Linked DNA regions of Astyanax mexicanus: region 2 is linked to region 1. Evidence: chromatin contacts called from public Hi-C data. All regions are on one chromosome and are shown on one strand. The core of a region is the stretch at or near the end of the contact, and the rest is flanking DNA. Distances in the headings are between cores, read along the strand shown. Region 1 overlaps plcb3 (phospholipase C, beta 3 (phosphatidylinositol-specific)). Region 2 holds the start of plcb3 (phospholipase C, beta 3 (phosphatidylinositol-specific)).

The links. Hi-C and Micro-C count contacts between places; a contact is called where the count stands out from the background.
Region 2: a contact with region 1 is called in a Hi-C map of muscle, with 20 times the contacts expected there. The contact joins the promoter of plcb3 here to the enhancer-like site in region 1. A contact is called at or near these places in 2 of 3 Hi-C or Micro-C datasets (both in muscle).

The regions. Positions count from the first base shown.
Region 1 is chr8:19,978,264-19,982,906 of AstMex3_surface, forward strand. It overlaps plcb3 (phospholipase C, beta 3 (phosphatidylinositol-specific)), which reads right to left. Exons shown (of 34, transcript XM_007242041.4): 3 at 4,458-4,526; 4 at 1,460-1,600; 5 at 1,020-1,099. Among protein-coding and RNA genes, the nearest start is that of plcb3, 49 kb to the right of the region's middle. Within about 2 kb of position 2,703, the one cell type or tissue checked has an H3K27ac peak away from gene starts, as active enhancers do.
Region 2 is chr8:20,028,615-20,032,683 of AstMex3_surface, forward strand. It overlaps plcb3 (phospholipase C, beta 3 (phosphatidylinositol-specific)), which reads right to left and starts at 1,470. Exons shown (of 34, transcript XM_007242041.4): 1 at 1,250-1,470. The coding sequence starts at 1,348.

The sequences.
Region 1 (4,643 bases), core at 1,453-3,952:
GGTTAACACTTCCATCTACTAAACGTTGATTACTCAACCATAGCAGTTAAAATCCTGTACAGTATTTCATTTTAGTCCACTTTAATAACCGGCATGTCATTTAATTAATAAAATAATCAGAAGGGTCTGTTCTAATTGCTGCCACTCTCTCTCTCAGTTTGTCTTTAGATAGTAAATCTTCATAAGCACTATAATAAACGTTATTGATTAAATGAGAACAGTAAAGGCTGTTATCAGAGCATCTTCTTTCATCACAGTGTTTTAATTTCCTCTTCAGACCACTGAATTGATTCCATTTAATTGTTTCTGCTCGTCTTCATCAGTGTCCAGCACTCTTTTACTGTGATCATGGAGCAGAGGATGAGTTAAAAAAAAAAAAAAAAAAAGGACAGTGAAAACGGGGGGGTGGGGGGGGGGGGTGTATGAGACAGAGGTGTGCTGTAACTTTACGGCCCATTGTAAAACATTGTGGGCTGCAATTTACTAAATTAAAAGTTGTTTTATTGGAGGACTAAAACAAACATAATAATGACATGTTTACCCATAAGTACACACAATCTAGTTCACAAACAAACACAGGGAGACACACAGAGACACACACACAAACATACAGAGACACACACATACAGAGACACACACACACACATACAGAGACACACATATACAGAGATAAACACACATACAGAGATACACACACACACAGAGAGACACACACACACAGAGAGACACACACACACACACACACACACACACACACACACATACAGAGACACACACATACAGAGACACACACACAAATACAGAGACACACATACAAATACAGAGACACACACACATACATACAGAGAGAGACACACACATACAAATACACACACATACAGAGACACACACACACACACACACACACATACAGAGACAGAAACGTAGAGAGAGAGACACACAAACACACACACACACGTCCAGAGAGACACACACATACACATACATATATACATACAGAGACACACACAAATACTCACGCTTTGAGTAAGAAGGTATTGCGTGAGCTGTTTTGGGAGAGTATGTTTGTAGCAAGTTTAAACAGCTCCTCGGTCCACACCTGGAGATACAGTCATGCAGACACACACAGAAACACACAATATGAGTCAGCACAGTAAACCAGTGCAGTCTGGGTCAGCTTCAAAGAGGAGGACGAGAGAGAGAGAGAGAGAGAGAGACAAGAGAACGAGGAAATCCCATTGAGGAAATCCCATTAAGGAAATCCCCACAAAGAAAAAATAAAATAAAAAGAGAAGGCCCATTGAGAAAAGATGACCCTATGTAAGAAGGAAAGAGATAGAAAGAAAGAAAGAAAGAAAGAGAGAGAGAGAGAGAGAGAGAGAGACAGACAGACTGGGCATGGGTAAGCGAGACACAGGAACACAGAGTCTTGGTGTAGGTGGCAGATTGATGTTATTACCTTGGCAATGTCCTCCTGCATAGCCTGGAAGTTGAGGAAGGAGATGTTGACCAGGTCGTTGCCATGGACAACCGTCACCAGCTTGCCCTCCACATTCCCCTCACCTTTCCCAAAGCCCAGCAATTCTCGCACTGTTAGGGCCTACACACACACACACACACACACGTGCACACACATTAATACATAGTGGAGTAACTGCAAATGTTACAACCTAGCCCCTCAGTCTGGTAATTCTGGTAAAGTGTGAAAGTCTGGTTAAAACACACACACACACACAAACAAACACCTAAATCATCTCAAATCCCTGTAGAGAAGAACTGCAAATAAATAAACACAAACATATTGACAACATGTCTAATGTAAAACATGTTCTGGATGATATAAAGCCCACCAGCACTGAGCTGGGGACAAGTGGAACTGTGTTATCTGGACTGATGGTAAGGTCGAATCCAATACTTTAGGGACAAGTTGGTGAGTTGGGGATGAGGTGGGGTGAAGTGCTGGTCATTCAACATCCATGGCTAGCAGTTAGCCGCTAATGCTAATGCTCCAGCCTTAGTGCTGGAGAAATTTGGGAATCTGAGCTTACTGTAAATAAACTGAAGTGCTTTACTCACCAAAATAACCATTTTTAGGAGAGAAATATGCGTAGATTAACATCCAGTGCTCGTTTGACTTTAATAGAAAGTCTTTTTAATTACAGATATGTTTACTTAGCTTAGCTTTACTTATTTAGCTACCCACCACCACCCTGCTGAATTAGAAGTTACTTGTAGTGTCTCTTAAAATTCGCCTTATGTATAAAAATAGACCAGAAAATAGACGTTTACTGATCGTGTGCCTTATAATACGGTAATTTATTTTTTTATTGTATCAGTTTCTTGAGATAATATTGATATAAAGTAAAATCAAATCTATCTAATCACTTTATTTTGGAAGAACTATTGAATGAGCAGGTGTGTCAATACTTTTGTCCATAGTATTACAGTATTTTGCCCTAATATAGGCAAACAACTCTTATTAAAGTAGCTTAGCACTATTCAAAACTGCTTTTATACCTTCTTTTAGGTTTATTAGATGAGATGTTTTTTGGATAACCAAACATAGGTCTGATCTCAGTTCTCCCCCTTTTTGTATGTTCTTCACAGTGTCTGGATTTCTGCAGCTCATTCGGAAACCCTCTCCACCCACCAGTCACAGTTTAATTTCATCCAGCTAATTGTGATTAATCCCCGGGTGCAGCGCCCCACCCTGCACCTCCAGCAGTCTGTTAAAGTACAGCGTGTGACTGTTCCTCTGCAGAGCTCTGCCCTCTTCTGTAGCTTTATGGTTCAACCATAGAGATCTGATCTTACAAACACAGCCACACTATCAAAAAGCAGCCAGCAATAAACTTTTATAAGGTCATAGTACACAGAGAGAGAGAGAGAGAGAGAGCACAGCACACTCCACCTGAACAGCAGTGTTGAGTCCCTGTGCTGCGTCTTTCAGCTCAATGGAAGTGAGACGTCTATAAATAGCTTTTACTACGTTCTCCAGTTACAGAGATGATTTTTTAATGAGCTGAGCATTAATATCTGCTCTGTAGAGTGATGAACGGGTTCAGATAAATGATAAAGATTGAGGTCGAGTAGTCATGCTGATAACTAATAAGTAGAACCGTGTCGGCCTATCAGTCTGTGCAGCAATAAATGAGAATTGTACATAATTGTTCAGCTCTTTTAAGGAACGTGTCAATGTAATTCTTTTATTCACATTTATTTGTGTTGATTGTGACAGTTTTTATTGCTCATTAATAAAAATAACAAATCTTATGTTAAACACACTGTTTAGCATACGTATAAGGGCTGGCAATCAAGCTAAAATTTAAATGTAAATATAATATAAACATATGAAATAATACACCAAATCGGACCATTTCTCAAAAAGACAATGTATGCAATATATAGCATTTTGTCCCCTCAATGTTATAAATTCAGTAGGACAGTGATATAACTCCTAAATGCATGAGTGGGTGCTCATATTTTTTAAAGTGTAATATCTTTATTTTTGCTGTTTTAAACTTTGAGAAAATTGTTAATTGCCATTCCTTCTTGAGTTGTGTCAGAACAGCTGGCATGATTAAAGAGACCACTTACAAATTATGAGTTTCTTTCAATTATCAAAATTGAAAACCTCTGGAATATAATCAAGAGCAAGATGGATGATCACAAGCCATCAAACCAAGCTGAACTGCTTGAATTTTTGCACCAGGAGTGGCATAAAGTTATCCAAAAGCAGTGTGTAAGACTGGTGAAGGAGAACATGTCAAGATGCATGAAAACTGTGATTAAAAACGTTAAAAAAAAGAGTTATTCCACCAAATACTGATTTCTAAAATGAACTTGCTTTCTCATTTCGCATTTTCTGCAAATAAATGCTCTAAATGACAATATTTTTATTTGGAATTTAGGAGAAATGTTGTTCGTAGTTTATAGAATAAAACAACAATAGTTATTTTACTCACCTATAAAAAACTGATTCAGATTTTTTTCCAGAGCTGTACGTATTCACTGACTTCCACTGAATGTGTGTGTTTGAAAATCATTTGCTGTATAAATATACAGTATGTACACACTGACTTCCACTGAAAGTGCAAGTGTTTCATCATTCGCTGTATAATCAAGTGATGAAGAAGTATGACACCACTTGCTTTAAAAATCTAAATTCTTGTAAGTGTAGCCTGCATGTGCAATTTAATCAAACTACAAACCAGTGGAACCTGATAAGAATTGTGTAAAAATCGGCCACATTCATTTTCCATCATCATTTCTTTTCCACTTTTTCTATAAAATATCCATAGAAAATTAAAATAGTCGTGTAAAGGTAACACTTTATTTTTTTGTAAAAAAAGACTGGAAAATAAGTATTGAAACATTAAATCATCATTAATCCACCCATTCCTATTTAAAACAAAAGAGTTAAGACAAAGACACACTTTCTCTCCTGCACACCGTACCTTTGGTAACTTGGCAAACTTCCCTGTTCTGGTGTCCCTGATATGGCTGATGTCCACAATCTCCACCTCCTGAGGAGAAATGAAAACAGAAAATGTAAACAGGTTTCGCATGTGTATACTCTTCCAAAGCTTCTGCAGCTCCAGAGTCGCAGTTTAGCACACACTGAAATGCGAGAGATGGAATAA
Region 2 (4,069 bases), core at 220-2,719, 49 kb after region 1:
GGACAAAAGTTGTGAGTCTTTGATAAATCACAGTATTGATGTAACTTACACATTATTTGTAACTTAATATGTAATATGTATTGTATTTAAACTCCACCAGAAGCATGAGGGAAATAATCTCAGGAAGAATCTAGTTGCAGTCTTGCAAATAATGATCCTGCAAGATTCCCAGTCTTTGCTAAATCTTAGTCTGTGACTAAAAAGTCTGAGACTGGTCTTTAGATGTGAGAGGGTGTCAGGCTTTAGTCTGTTAAGTTTTTTCAGAGTCTTTTCAAAGTTGTGTAGTGTATGGACAGCATTAGTGGCTCTTTAAAGTGAAGAGAAATAACTGTATTCATGTCAGAAATAAATGTTAACATTGAAAAAAATACTTATCAGTGTGCTACCAAAATAATATCATTTTAAATATCGAGATAACATATTTTTTTACCATATCTCCCAACCCTAGGACTGAAGTAGAACAACTAAAAACTGTGGAAAACTTTTTTTAGTCAATTTCTTGTCAAGTTTAGCGTCAGTTAGCTTTTACTACAACCAAGTGAACAAGTAAAGAGGCAGCTAACGTTAACGTAACGTCATGAGCAGGGACTGCAAATTCCAAAAACAACCCAACCAAAATAGCGAAGTTCAGATTTTTTTCTCTCAGAAGTATCTCCACAGACACCAGCTATAGTTAGCATCAACAAGTGTAAACCTTTAGTTAAGTACTTCTGACGGCTTCAGAAGTAGCTAGATGTATCTAACTGTCGACCGAAAACAATATTTGTTCAATAAAAAGTATTTATTTTCCGTAAAGTTACAAGTAGCCAGCTAATACAAACAACAAGCAGCGTAAACACGAATATAAACCACGAAAACTTTGTTTTTAGTGCCTCGGTAGGTTAGTGAACAAGTTAGGTTAGCTAGGCGGTGAACGCTGTAAAAACCTGGCTGTGGAGAAAACTTGTTCGACAAGAATGTAACTTATGCGCCTTGGCTCGGAAAGACAGCAGCAGAAAGACGGGTGTCAGCCGTTTTTTTTTACCCCGAGCTTTTCCACTTCTCCGCACCGCCTCAGCCACAACAACAGCCAGGATAAGTTAGCTAATTTACAGCTACTTAACCTGACTAGCCGCACACTCACTGTAAGTTAGCTCTTACAGACATGACCAGGCAACAGAGCCTGTAACATGGCACACAGTGGGAAAATGGGCAGGTTTCAGCGTTAGCTAGCTAATGTAGTTACTTAACTTGGCGTTAGGGAGCTTACCTCGTCCCATTTGATGAACTTGCTTCCCCTTTTGAGCACTTCGTGGACGACCACGGGCTTGAGCTGTAGCGCGTGTACTCCCGGCTTGGCCCCGGCCATGGTTGCTCCAGTAGCGGGGTGGCTGAGGCGACCTGACCGGAGCCTGGTTCAGCTCAGATTCAGCTCGGAAGAGCTCAGCAGCAGCAGCTCCTTACTGAGACTCAGTGAGTAAAAAGAAAGAGAGGGAGGGAGAAAGAGAGAGAGAGAGAGGGAGTGTGTGTGTGTGTGTGTGTGTGTGTGTGTGTGAGAGAGAGAGAGAGAGAGAGAGAGAGAGAGAGAGAGAGAGGAATAGGAGGAACCTGACTGACAACTTTGAATCAACGATGGATTTTGTGTTGATTTTGAAAAGTGAAGTTTGATATGGCAACGTTGTTTCAACGTCGTACGTTCAACCTTTAATAATCCATAGCCCACTAAAACTTAAAATTCCTACGGTTTACAGAGTGTTAACGATATCCAGCTGGCATTTCAACGTTGAATCAATGTTGAATCAACCTTGATGTTATGGTTGGATCAAGGTTGGATTTGGGGTTGATTTTGAAATGTTAAACAGTAAAAGAAATAGATTATACCCCCCCCCCCCCCCCCCCCAGGTATAGGGAAGAATTAGTGCTAAATTAAAAAGCAGTTGCTGCATATGAAAATAAAACCACTTATCCTTATATCCAACCGTTTTTTTAATTGTATGCTGATTAAATGTACAATGCTAATTCAAAAGGCAGAAGGTTGAGGATATTATGTTGATTCAACGCTTTCAATGGTTTGCACAGCCATTTAACAGTGCTGTTTCAACGTTGTTTCAACAGACAGGACGTTGTTTCAAGGTTGAAACGACAGGCATTACTTCAACCATATTTCTAACACATTTTAACGGTAAAGGTCGGTTGTGTGCCAGCTGGGTCTGGGCGATTTTTTAACCTAAATTGTTACAAATTTGACAAGTTGAAGAAATAAACAGAGAAATAAAGAGAGAGGGAAAATATAATAACTGTGTCAACTTCTTTAACCCTCACAGGTCACACATATAAGCTAATAAATACTTCTGTTATGACTTCTTTCTCTCCACTGCACTGTTTATTCACATTTAGTTAAGACAGTCCAGACACCAGTCTCTTATCGTATGTCCGAGTTGTTGAATGGATCTTTTCCTTCCCGCCCTCCACCTCCATCCATCTATCTCTCTATCTCTCTATCTATACACCCACCCGCCTGTTAATAATGCCCCCCTCTCCTTCCTTTGCTTTGAAACAATAAATGCTCCGGGGAAGGAAACTTTCACTAGAGTTGACTCGCGCCGTCCCCGCTGGAAATAGCTCGTCCTTTTCCTTCATGTTTTCTCGAAATAAACAAGAGAGAGAGAGAGACAGGAGGGCAGGGACGACAAGGACGGGGGAGGTAAGGAAGTGAGGGAGAAAAACTGAACAGACGGGGGAGTGCTTGTCGTTTTTGTCCTCCTCCTTTTCTCTCTTCCCTGTCTTCTGTACGTTGTCACTCCTCCTCTCCGTGTAGAGGCGTGTTCAGCTTTACATGGCGGAGCTCTGAAGGGAACAGATTGAAAAGTGGCCACAGATTTAACTTAAAATCAATTTAAATCTAACATGTGTACATATTGTAAACAGAACAATTAACATTCATATCAAGAGTCAAGTCAAGAGGCTTTTATTGTCATTTCAGTACAAGAACACAAGAACATAGTGCATTAAAAATGACGTGAAACCAACACTACAATATAGACTACATGCAATAAATACAGCAAACATGAGACAATTTAACAGACAGGGCAGTGCAGTACTGACACAGTACAATCTAAAAGAGTGTAGTGATGATAATGTGTATAGAATATATAGAATCAACAGCAAATATTGCTGATAGGGATAGAGTCTGTTTTAGTTTAGTATTTTATGTTACAAACCACTAAAATCTATTGTAGTTTTTTCTAGTATTACTAGACATAGTTTGCCAAAAAAAACCCTACATCTTTTTTCCACTCTCTGAGGATACAAAATCTCAAAACCTCAAAACCAGATTAGATGTAATCAGATGACTTTGTGGTGTGAAGGCTGTTAAAAAGGTGTTAGTTGCTGAGACTTATATGGCACTATATGTCATTATTAGTGATTATGTCTTGACACTAGACTCGCCTACCATTTCCTTCTTCCTCATGTTCTAAAGATGTGCTAATAGAGTGGATATTGCTAGGATAAGACCATTTAAACCCAATAATTCAACAGAATTATCATGGTAGTTAAAAAACCTGTATTTATTTTAAGTGATTACATGCACTTTTCATACGTATATATGCACAATCAAATTAGAATTTTCTATTGTTTAGGAACTCTGGTGACCAAAAGATTACATTTATCATCTTTTAGAAATGCTGCCTTTAGTAAAAAGGAGCCAGGAGAATGGACAGCATCAGCGTTGACTTGAGTTTATTAACACACAAAACAGCATGAGTATAGCTTAGTCAATTACAGCCAGTCTGTCGTGTTCAGGAGCTAGTTAGAAAATCTTATACGGGTACAAGCTAAGTGGTTCAAGAGAGTGTCATCAGTAATAAAACCTGTGAGGTAAAAGGTGGCAGTGATTGAATTAACTTTAGGCAATTTAGGATTCTCTCAGATGATTCTGTCTCTATAATTATAATTATCTTATAAAGGTACCCTTAAAAGGCAGTAGTTTTATTTAGCTATAAAGGACAAGACAACCATATTCACCACAAGCATGTTGGACACACAGATGGAATGTCGCCTCCGCCTTTAACCCATACATGCAGTGAAC